Linked DNA regions of Mus musculus: all the other regions are linked to region 2. The links are chromatin contacts, called in public Hi-C and HiChIP or PLAC-seq maps. All regions are on one chromosome and are shown on one strand. The core of a region is the stretch at or near the end of the contact, and the rest is flanking DNA. Distances in the headings are between cores, read along the strand shown.

The links. A called contact is a pair of places that touch in the nucleus more often than the background predicts. HiChIP or PLAC-seq counts read pairs in DNA pulled down with a chosen protein or histone mark.
Region 1: a contact with region 2 is called in a Hi-C map of rod photoreceptor, with 2.0 times the contacts expected there. The contact joins the enhancer-like site here to the promoter of Zbtb18 in region 2. A contact is called at or near these places in 7 of 39 promoter capture datasets (the C10 cell line, embryonic stem cells, hippocampal neurons and 3 more), 5 of 484 Hi-C or Micro-C datasets (cerebral cortex, cortical neurons and rod photoreceptor), 1 of 115 datasets of contacts at active chromatin or transcription factors (embryonic midbrain) and 2 of 9 other capture datasets (adipose tissue and liver).
Region 3: a contact with region 2 is called in an H3K4me3 HiChIP or PLAC-seq map of stem cell-derived neural progenitor cells, with 2.2 times the contacts expected there. The contact joins the enhancer-like site here to the promoter of Zbtb18 in region 2. A contact is called at or near these places in 11 of 39 promoter capture datasets (3T3-L1-derived adipocytes, the C10 cell line, the HPC-7 cell line and 6 more), 7 of 484 Hi-C or Micro-C datasets (the HPC-7 cell line, brain, cerebellar granule neurons and 2 more), 14 of 115 datasets of contacts at active chromatin or transcription factors (the 230-238 cell line, bone marrow-derived macrophages, differentiating embryonic stem cells and 9 more) and 5 of 9 other capture datasets (adipose tissue, embryonic stem cells, liver and 2 more).
Region 4: a contact with region 2 is called in a Hi-C map of B cells, with 25 read pairs. The contact joins the enhancer-like site here to the promoter of Zbtb18 in region 2. A contact is called at or near these places in 13 of 39 promoter capture datasets (the 3T3-L1 cell line, the C10 cell line, the HPC-7 cell line and 9 more), 1 of 15 datasets of contacts at CTCF or cohesin (CD8 T cells), 8 of 484 Hi-C or Micro-C datasets (the AML12 cell line, B cells, bone marrow-derived macrophages and 4 more), 19 of 115 datasets of contacts at active chromatin or transcription factors (the 230-238 cell line, T-cell acute lymphoblastic leukemia, acute myeloid leukemia and 15 more) and 4 of 9 other capture datasets (adipose tissue, embryonic stem cells, liver and 1 more).

What each region holds. Positions count from the first base shown.
Region 1 is chr1:177,298,323-177,301,022 of GRCm38.p6, reverse strand. All of the region lies in intron 4 of Gm36904 (a long non-coding RNA gene), which reads right to left. Among named protein-coding and RNA genes, the nearest start is that of Gm36904, 42 kb to the right of the region's middle. Within about 2 kb of position 1,307, at least 7 of the 459 cell types and tissues checked have an H3K27ac peak or open chromatin away from gene starts, as enhancers often do. A contact at or near this core is called in rod photoreceptor, where this site is marked.
Region 2 is chr1:177,441,000-177,443,699 of GRCm38.p6, reverse strand. It overlaps Zbtb18 (zinc finger and BTB domain containing 18), which reads right to left and starts at 1,349. Exons shown (of 2, transcript NM_001355099.1): 1 at 1,105-1,349.
Region 3 is chr1:177,604,477-177,607,176 of GRCm38.p6, reverse strand. No RefSeq gene overlaps it. Among named protein-coding and RNA genes, the nearest start is that of Gm51282, 26 kb to the right of the region's middle. Within about 2 kb of position 1,391, at least 8 of the 459 cell types and tissues checked have an H3K27ac peak or open chromatin away from gene starts, as enhancers often do. A contact at or near this core is called in neural progenitor cells, pro-B cells and stem cell-derived neural progenitor cells, where this site is marked.
Region 4 is chr1:177,665,931-177,668,630 of GRCm38.p6, reverse strand. No RefSeq gene overlaps it. Among named protein-coding and RNA genes, the nearest start is that of 2310043L19Rik, 24 kb to the right of the region's middle. Within about 2 kb of position 1,375, at least 39 of the 459 cell types and tissues checked have an H3K27ac peak or open chromatin away from gene starts, as enhancers often do. A contact at or near this core is called in B cells, bone marrow-derived dendritic cells, hematopoietic stem and progenitor cells and 1 more, where this site is marked.

The DNA of each region.
Region 1 (2,700 bases), core at 58-2,557, 140 kb after region 2:
AGCTGGTCTGGTCCGAGTCTTCTCTTCTGAGAATCCTCTTCGAAGCTCAGCTGCACTTCACTGAAAGGGATTCTTTCTTTTATCACTTGCTCTGGCAGGGCGGGGCTTAGTGAATCAGCTCAGTTTCATGGACTTCCTGATGTTATTTTGAGTTGTTTGCCTTCCTGCTTAAGGAGCTTCCTTGGAGAATGGTCTATTTCAATCTTAGAGGAGACTATTATACAGCATTAAACAAGTACTTGTTAGCCCCCTTAATAGATGATCCTTTAAAGACACAACTCTGAACAAGTGAGGTGCAATCCTTACCCTCTTCCCACCATCACTCCAGCCCACCAAGCATGCAGCCTGGCAGCAAAGATCAACATTCAGTAAGATGATGTGACATGTCAAGGGTAGAATAGGACCCAATGGGAAGCAACAGTATAATTGAGAATGTCCTTTATTACCTAGTGAGAGTCACATGAGACCTAGGTAAGGAGCAGGGTACTATGGGATAGAGTTTGGATGGGGAAAGACTGACATCAAAGGAAACCATATAAAAGGTAAGACAGAGCTTGCTGGGAAAGTGGCAGGCAGGAAGGTAGGAAAGAACAGTGGTCAGCTCAGTGCTTTGCTTTCCAAGACTCATAAAGAAAAACCTCCATAATATTGACTAGGAAGAGGAGGAGGTCATGATCTCACTTATACCTACTACTATATTTAAGCTCTTAATATGTTTGTTGGCAAAAATAACATACATTCATAATATTTTGACATAATATTTTGATATGTATGTGCAATGTTGGCTGATTAAGCTAATTAACAAGCTAAGTAGTAGAGTAGTAGTATGATATATTTTAAAGTTTTTGTAGTGAAGACCTTACTAGCTAGCTATTTTTAAGTATAAATCTTTAGCTAGACTCACCACAGTGGACAATAGATTTCCTGAATTTATTTTCTTTCCAATTGAAACTTTTTATCCTTGGCCAATGTAAGGCTAGAACTCCTGCTCAACCCTGCACAAGCGGGAAACCCTGTCTGCCCTCTTTCCCCCAACCCCACCCGCACAGAGAAAACTCCAGGCTAACATGTCATCACTCCTTGTCTCCAAATTCTCAGCAACTCATCCTATAGTGCCTATCCAGGGGCTCAGTTTTTGACCATGATGGGAACAGTCCCAGCTCCTAGCTGACATGTCATCACTCCTTGCCTAAGATCTATAAAACCACCTTGCTTTAGCCTGGATGTGTGACTTCACTGACCTCTGCCTGTGAGATTAGTGAACCTGCCGGGAGCTGACTCCTAATAAATCTACCTTCATCTACCCTTTAATCTGGTCTAATCTGGCCTATATATGCATCACTGAGGGAGAGGAGAAAGCCTATTAGCCACCTTCTCCCCATTCCATCCCCCTCCCATTAGAGTCTCTATGTCTTAGTCAATTGTGACAGAATTATTTTCAACCTCAAGACTTTGGGTTTTGGTGCCTCTCTTCCAAATGACAGTCTAGCAAGCAGCATGTCTGAATAATTCTGTCTCTCAAGAAAGGTCTCATTAGTTGAAGGAAATGTTATACATTTGAATTGCAATTGCTTGTTTTTTTTTGTTTTGTTGTTTTCTGTTTTTTGTTTTTGTCGAGACAGGGTTTCTCTGTGTAGCCCTGGCTGTCCTGGAACTCACGTTGTACACCAGGCTGGCCTTGAACTCAGAAATCCGCCTGCCTCTGCCTCCCGAGTGCTGGGATTAAAGGCGTGCGCCACCACACCCGGCTTGCAATTGCTTCTTGTTATATGTATCATTTAGATGCTCTTGAGAATCCTGTGGTTGCTTTAGATAAAAAGTTTTACAGATCATACTGGTATATAATTAGTTTCAATATTAGGATTGTGATGTAAAAAGAAACTAACCCTGAACTCCTCTGATAAATGTTAAGAATTCAGCACAATTAAAAAGCTTAAGCCTTAGGTTTTCTCACGTAAAGCTTTGTGCAGTGAAAACATCACACATGCTCAGGTTCCTCTGTAATACTAGGCTGTCTCTCAATGCTCTGCTGGAGGTAGATCAGCCATGAGCACTCATGCTGTCCAAGGGTACGCAGAAGTTACCTGACAAGTGACTACACAGCAGTGTGTCAGAACTAGGATTTACAGCATTCAGTTCTAAATACCTCGTTCTTTCAAGTCAAATTCCAGCAATAGATGTTACCTATATTACATGTCTGAACTGTAAATTTGAATCTGTTAGAGAATTCAGCTTACTGTTTTGGGCAGTATCCTGGAAAACACAATCCAGAAGAGTATGAATATTAAAACTATAGTCTTTTTACAAATTGAAAAACACCTTAAACTAAATGAGCCTGTAAGGCAATTTTGTTCTTTAATGCCAACCCACAGATGTTTGGAATAATCATCTTAATAATCAATGATGTATGGAGACTCACCTAGCACACATTTGAAGGGATGTCTTGTTTTGAGCAATCATTTTAAACACTAGTAAAATGAAGAATTAATTAGCCTGTACAGAGACTCAGCAAACTAATGCTTTAGTCTGTCAAACCATCTGTTCAGGCCCACCCTTCGCAGATTTTGGCATTGTTCAGGATGGTGGAGACAGTACTTCTGATGCTGATGCTGGAGACAGGCTCTGATGCTGATGCTGGAGACAGGCTCAGATGATGATGCTGGAGACAGGCTCTGATGCTGATGCTGGAGACAGATTGCT
Region 2 (2,700 bases), core at 100-2,599:
GGTGCTGCGACATCTATGAATATCAGACACATCTCCACCGACCCTTGGGAGGTTGGAGAGTAGAAAAAAGAAGTTGGGGCCTGAGGCACAAGCGTCCCAACCCAGGCGACAACCACTTAGGCTCGCTTAGAAAACAGAGGCAGGGAGCTAGAGAACAAAACCCCAACTGTGTTCTGCTCTCGCTCACGAGTCACAAACCTAACTTTCTCTAACTTCGCGGTGAATGACACAATTCTGAACTCGTTCGGGAGGCACTCTGTGCAGATAGACACATTACTTCCCTGCCACACACACACCCTCTTTTCCACAGATGCCCTCGCCCCATTCCACTATATCCGACATTAATCACCCAGTTTACCCAGTGGGGTGGTGGTGGGGGTGAGTGACAGTTTAATGAGTCCCAAGCACCGCAATGGCCCGAAGACATCCACTCCACGGATCGACCCGTCCACCGCTACCGCGGACCCTCGGAGGTTCTGTGAGGTTAGGGGGTTTGTTTTTCAGAGGTGGGGGCAGGGTGCCCCGGGTGTGTGTGTGAGGTTCAGGGGTGGGAGAGGAGATGCAAATCTTCCCGCAGTTCGCGGTGCATAAAGCACTTCAGGGAAAGAGGAAGGGTGAAACCACGGGGAAGAAGGTGCAGGGCAGAGAGCCGGTGCAGCAGGAAAGCACCTTCCACAACGGCCGAGAAAACAGACCCCGGTCGCGGCAACAACAAAAGAAAAGTCGCAAGAAGCGGCGCGGCGACCGCTCCCCCGTCGCCGCCGCCGCGCGCCAGCCCCCGGGGCCTCCCGGCAACCGCAACCCGGGCGCCGCGCCCTCCCCCTCCCCCGGCCCTGCAGCTGCACCGGCCCCGGAGCCGCGGCCGTCCCGGGCGCTGCAGCTGCGGCGGCCCGGCCCCCTCCCCCGCCCGCCCGCCCGCCCTCCGCACCGGGAGGCGCCGCCGCAGCTGCACCGAGTCCGCCCCGCGCCGCAGCTGCACCGGCCGGGGAGCGCGGCCAGGCGAGGCGAGGCGAGCCCGCACCGCCTGCCCTCCGCCACACTAACTAACTCCGCCCGGCGGGAGCCCACGGTCGGCAGCGGGGCAGGGCGGGCGCGGGGACTCACACGGAGCGGCCCGAGTCGCCGCGTCCCCGCCGCGTCCTCCTCCTCCTCCTCCTCTGCCGCCGCCGCCGCCGCTGGACTTGTGGGCGTCCTCCGCCGGCCCCCGCCCGCCCGCCGGCCCCGGCCCGGGCCCCGCGCGCCCCCGCCGCCCCCCGCCCGCGCTGGCAGCCTGAGGCGCGCGGCCGAGCCACAGGGCCCCACTCTTTCAACGGCTCCCCATGGCAGCAGCCCAGCGGCGGCCGCAGCCTGCCAGACGCACGGGCGGGAGCGGGCGGGCGGGCGGGCGAGCGCGGCGCCGGGCCGGGGGGCGGGGCGGGCGGGGCGCGGGCGGGGGGCGGACGACGCACACGCACGCACGCGGCGGCGCGGCCCAGATGTGGCCCCGCCCGACCGGGCCGCCCCTTGCCGGCCGCTCAGCGATTGAGCGAAAGCGGCGGGCCCCGGTCTCTGGCCCGCCCCCGGCCTCGGTGGCGCCCAGTAGAAGCGCGGTGTTCCGGGAGGGCGGAGAAGCGGCGGGACTGACGGGGCAGCTCGACCAATAGGAGTGGCGGTCAGGAGCTGCCGCTTGCGCGCGCCAATCGCAGACGGCGACTGTTGGGTGGGCGTGGTCTTCTCGGGGAGGGGCGGAGCTCGCGGACCGCGGCGGCGGCGGCGGCGGCAGTAGCGGCGGCAGTGGCTCCCCTCTGGGTGACTTGGCCGTGAGAAAGTGAAAGGAGCCCGCAGGCGGCGGCGACAGCTGCGCGGGGAGGGGCCTGCTTCCCGGCTGGAGACAAGCGCGCTCTGGGGGTGTGGAGCGAGCGAGTCCGCGTGCACCGCGACGGCCATAAGTATACTTTTTCTCGGGGCAGGTGTCCCGGGGAGGCCGAGCGCGCGGGGCCGCAGCTGGCCAGGGCCAGCCTGGGGCCGCTGGGTCTGGCCCTCCTGCGGTGCTCGCCCAGGCCCCGTTCTCCTCAGGGACGCGCCGCCTCCGGCCTGCCGAGTCGGTCGCCAGGTGCATGCGAGCTACAAGCTCCTAGCGGCTGTGAGAGGCGCCTTTCCCCGGCGTCCTCTGTTCAAGTTGCAGCTGCGTTTCTTTTCACGATCCCCGCGTCCCGTCTGTACTCTCCGTGACAAGCAAAGACACTGCCCCGAGACCAGTCTTAGACCTTTCCAGTGAGATTGATACTTGTAGACGCTTTAGTCTGTTCCTTAATTGGTGCGTAAGGAGCCACGGCTTTGTAAGGAAGGGAGAGACCTTATTTTGTGTTGCACCTCTCTCCCTTCAGATAAACTTCTTCCTTACCTGTTCTTTGTGCCTAACCAGCAAAGAGGAAATGTAGAAAATTTCTGCCCTCAAGATAATGGAAGGCAAGAATAACACACAAGTAAAAAGTTGAGTAACAAGCAGGGGAGAGAATGATTCAAGACAATAAGAAAAGTGCATAGCGAGGAAGTCAACACACTAGTAATTGTCTAAATGAAATGTGTTTACTGTTTGCTATGTGAACGCTGACTGGCAAGCCTGGTTGCTAACCAACTCACCAGGAAACCTTGCAGCTGAGCAAAATCTGCTTTCTCTTTCTTCCAGGACAAACTAGTAAAGAAGTTGAAAGTAATTGT
Region 3 (2,700 bases), core at 142-2,641, 160 kb before region 2:
TCACAGCCAGTACCCAGAGAAAGCCCTGTTGCTGGTTGGAGGCCCTCACTGGAAAAAAAAAAAAAAAAGGAGAGCTCAGCCATCTTTTTGGAAACATCGGGAAACAGGGGCTGGATGGCGTCTATCATCCAGGGTCATTCTTAGAGATAAGAACACTCCTCCTCTCCCAGCAGTTCTGAGAGCTGACACTCCAGAACGCTTGCTCGTGAGAAAGGACACGGCAGGTCAAGCTGGAGCCACCAGCTCAGCGCTGAGGCCAGATGGTTCCCAGGAGGTCCTGAATGATGGCTTCTCTGGTAGCCCCAGGCTTTGGGGATGGCAAGATGGAGGTTGGGGTTAGCCAAGGCAAACCCTACACTGAAGGGTGACATTGGTATCCCTCGTCCTCATGGTAGTATCTCTGTTCCACCTCTCCCAGAGCCTTCTCAGTGTCTTGGGATCTTAGATCTTCCCTTTTGTCTGTAGAAACCCTTCCTCCTATAAATAATTCGTTAAGTCCCTCCCACTCCCAACCCCTGAGACAGGGTTTCTCTATGTAGCCCTGGTTGTCCTGGAACTCCCAGAATCTGCTGGCCTTGAACTCAGAGATCCACCTGCCTCTGCCTCCTGATTGCTGGGATTACAGGCATGGGCCTTCATGTCTGGCATTCTCCATGATTTTAAGAAGGGCAAAATCTTCACCCACGGAAAGGAAATTACGGTAGTGTCAAATAAAGTCCTGAATACTGTGTGGTTTGGAGTATCCTAGGAGATCATTACAAGCATTAGCCTCCACCTAAATAGAATACTTCCTGTCCCTGCAGAGGCTGTGAACCCCCAAAGGACAAGTGGTTTGGTCTAAGAAGATTCTTAAAAGCACCATTTTTTTTTTTTTTTTGGAGACAGTTTAATGTGGGCCATGTTGGCCTTGTGCTCACTATGTAACTGAAGATGACTTTGAACTCCCAACCTCACTGATTCTCCTTCCTGGGTGCTAGAACTATAGACAGGTACCACCACCATACCTGGGTTTATGTAGCACTGGGGATTGAACTCAGGACTTCGTACTTGTTAGGCAAGTACTCTACCAACTCAGCTATAGCCCCAGCCCAGGAACTTTAATCTTTAAAGTCAGTATGAGATCCTACCATGATGAATCAGAAGAACTCAGGATGCTAGACCAGGCGCCATCTAGACAATAGTTCCATTTTAATGGACCACCAAAGACCTGGAGCTTTAGAGGTCAACACCAGCAGTCCATTATAGTTGTTTTCAAAGCTGTGGGGAGGGAAGCAAAAGATAAGCCTCCCAAGGAAGGACCAGTCTCTGTGTGTGTGTGTGTGTGTGTGTGGCCCCAGCATGACCTCAGGCCAAGGCCAGCCTGTGAGCGTTGACAGCAGAGATGTGAAGCTTGAGAGCCCCTCATCCTTTCCCAGGGAACAGAACGGAGGTGCCGTTCCCGAGAAAGCACACCCGAACAGACATTAGCCTCTGCCAGCTGCTCCTGCAATTACATTGAAATTCACTTAGGCTAATTTCTCACACTTGATAAAAGCAGTTGTCTGTCCAAGTTATTCCCACATTCCTCCACTCCAAACACACTATGGCCCAGTGAGGGGGATCTCCCACTCCTGGAGTCTTTGGCACCCATCCCCCCACCCCTTTGCTTGGGACAGCTTCTGGCTTCTGAGGCTTTCAGTCGGGAGCTGAGAGTGCAGCATAGCCCTATTAGCATAAGATGCTGTGACTCATTGACTCACAGATTGTAGATCAGACTAACATTGGGCTTTAATTAATTATATTAATTTTAGGGGGAAAACAACAAAACTCAAGAGTCTGTGGTGCTTCATTTACTGAGAAGCTCCAAAATGTCTTTTATTTTTAACCACTGCCATAAAAACATCTTCACTGAAATAATGTAAAAAAAAAAAAAAAAAAAAAATCAAGGAAGGGCCTATTACTCAGCGTGATCACGCCCTTTAAAAGGCTTTGACATTTTCTTTATTTTTCTAAGGATTTTTTTTCTTTTTCTTTCTTTCTTTTTTTTTTTTGAGGAAGAAAAATATGTATATGAGCTATGACATAAACATCCATGTGTGGCACATACCACACCAGATCTTCCCTGCTCTGCTGTAGGTCCTGGTTCCCAATCAGGTGCTGTCCTCGAAGAGAGAGATTCATTACCAAATTATCATAAAGAACTCCCTCCCAGAGAATGTTCCATGGTGGGGAACTCTCAGATTCTCATTACGAAAACACACCCGTACAACCCACTTCCACTCCGTGCTCATTCAGTGACTACCTGGTGCCTGGTGCTGGTGCAGGCGCTGGGAATGTGAAGATGAACGTAGAATCAGCAGAGCACGGGCTAGAAGGGAAGGAAACGGGGCGTGGCTTGTGTGATGGAATGAAGAAAAGGGCAAGGAGGGGGCTCTAGGAGACATGGGAAATAAGGGGAGACAGGAAGTAGAGCTGCCATGAAAGTCTGGAACATTCTATCCATGACTCGATGATTTCTGGCCTATGAGGGCCAGACACAGGCTGTGTTTTGGGGAGACTAGTGAACAGGGCGGACACAGTCACTATGCTAATGGAGTTTACAGTCAAGCAGAAGGGTGACAAAAGACCAAAAGAACACAGGAGTTGCATGGCTATTGTGGTTAGTGCTATTAAGGAACAGCATGTCTTTGTTTGTTTGTTTTTCTTTGTTGTTGTTGGTTT
Region 4 (2,700 bases), core at 126-2,625, 220 kb before region 2:
CTTAGGACTTGGGGTCCTCACCTTATGGTAGCTTCATGCTTTCATAGACAGCAAACATAGACACGAAGGGAAGTTTCCCAAGAGAACAAATCACATCACACACACACACACACACACACACACACACACACACACACGTCCAAAATTTGCAAGAAGTCACATAATGTCACTCATGATTCTCAATCCCTATTAAGTAAGGAACATAGACCATATTTCCAGTTGGGAATGCCCAAGTCATATGAAACATGAGGACTGGGGGTGAGTGATCTGGCATTTTTAGAAAATAAAATCCTCTATCAATGATGAGTCTAAAGTCTTCTAAAAAGGTTGGCCATGTTGGTGCATGCCTTTTGTCTCAGCCCTCTGGATGCAGAGGCAGGTGGATCTCTGTGAGTTGAATACCAGCCTGGTCTACATAGTGAGTTCCAGAACAGCCAGGGCTATCGAGAGAAAGAGGGAGAGGAGGAGGGGGAGGAGGAGGGGGAGAGGGAGAGGGAGGGGGAGGGGGAGGGGGAGGGGGAGGGGGAGAGGAAGGGAGGGGCAGGGGGAGAGGGAGAAGGAGAGACCCTGTCTCCAAACAAACAAACAAACAAAACCCAAGCAAAGCAAAGCAAAGCAAAGCAAAGCAAAGCAAAGCAAAGCAAAGCAAAGCAAAGCAAAGCAAAGCAAAGCAAAGCAAAGCAAAGCAAAGCAAACAGGACAAAAGTCCTCAAATGATTTGACTGGATTTGGTAGTAATTTGGTAATTTGACAAAAGGAAGATCAGATGAAGGCAGAGCTAGAGAGAATGGAGAGTTGGTAAAAGAGTCGACCTCACATCTAACACAGTCGAGGCGATGAGGAGGAAGGGGAGAAAGGAGAATCGAATGGCTCTGAGGTTTTGCCCTTGAGTGTCAGAAGGGTGGGACTGCCATGGTCTGAAACAGGGAAGTCACAAGAAAAAGCAAAAACCCCCTGTTCCCTCTTCATTGACCACACGCTGACCACCTTCCAGCAACTTACGCACACACAGCCTCAATCTATTTTGCATGTTTGAATCTTTTGGTTTTACAAATCCGTATGGTGGCTCAGATTCTGAGCCCCTAAGGAAGTCCCTAAAGGACTGAGGTGATGACTCCCTTAGACATGACATCAGTGGTTGTGGGTAGACATGAAGCCAGGAGTCTCACTTGGAATCAAAAACACCCATGCTAATGGCAAGTTTTCCCAGGCTGAATAAGGGAGAGGATGGACAGGCGATGTAACACCATCATGAAAACATGTGATCCAAGTATTTTCTGGAGGATGATCTTGGGCTCCTTTTCTGTGCTTGGAGGTGAGGTCCCCAGGTCTCCACCCTTGACTTTGCTGTCTTGGTCTCCTGTCCAGGGCAGACACAACTTCCTTACACAGCTTCACTTTCACTTTCCATAGTTTCTTTCACCAGAGAGGTTACAATGTAGTTAGGAGGCCGTTCAAATACATTCTCAACTAGTGTTACTCTTCTTAGTGGGATCCTTGGAGGGACACTAAGCATCCATGCCCATGAAATGGTCATTGCTTTAGCGTTTTAGAAACTAACTTTTGGGATGTGGCTTACCTGGCCGAGTGCTGCTTCAAAACCCTGAGTTGGATTTTCAGCACTACAGCTGGAGCATGATAGTGCATGCTTGTAATACCAGCACTACAGAGGTGGAAGTGGAGGGATCAGAAGTTTAAGTTCATGCTCAGCCTCATAGCCAGCCTAGACTACCTGAAATCCTGTCTCCTGTTCCCCGTCCCTCACCCACAGAATTTCTGTTTGGGTCACTGGGAAACATCACTGCATGCACGATGTACATCAGGGATCTTTGCGACAGAGATGAACATAATTAAAATGAAAATGAGTATTTCTGATACATACACCAAGCTCCAGTGTCTGGCATCAGACTACGACCAGTGTGTCTCTGCTCCTTTCAATCTCATTTTAGATTTGATGCACAAATCTGAACATTGGGAACATGGCTCCCATTGGAATAGATTCCTCCTGTGCACAGTCAAGTGGAACTCAAGAGATTTACATTTGTGGCTCTTCAAGAAAGGCCATCTTATGTTCTTCCGGTGACTTTTGTTCTCCCCTTGGAGCAGAGGACTAAACCCAAGGCCTTGTGCTTCTAGGCCTCTATACCACTGAGACAAATCTTCAACCCTCTTCTGGTGATCTTAAAACTAAGTTCACAACCACAGAAACAAGTATAGTGCTCCTAGCCTGGACTCCTGGGCTGATGTTACCAATGGGATCCCAAGTCCTGAAGTGTGAGGTTGCTTGGGTTCCAACCCTCTCTTTGTTATTTATTATATGAAATATTGGGGGGGGGGAGTAACTAACTTAGGTGTTCTTGATGATGAAACAGGGTCAGTGAATTCTTGGGACTCCAGCAGGACCGTAAGTTTATTGTGGAGAGAGGAGTTGTCTTCCCTGCTACATATTCTGAATACTTGCCGTGACATTTTCCTGACCACTATAACACGTCACTCTGTGCTCAGAACCTGCAGGACCTCTCAGGGATCAATACTATATGGTATTGTCTTCTACCTGCCGCCTGGTAAGCAGGCACATTCTAGTCACATAGGAGAAATACAAGTTGACATTATTTTAGTCTTGAGAACTTCATGGCATCTTTCTCTAAAGCTGGCTGGAGAATCCCAGGGGTGTGGAGGAGCATAAAATCAGGAAATGGT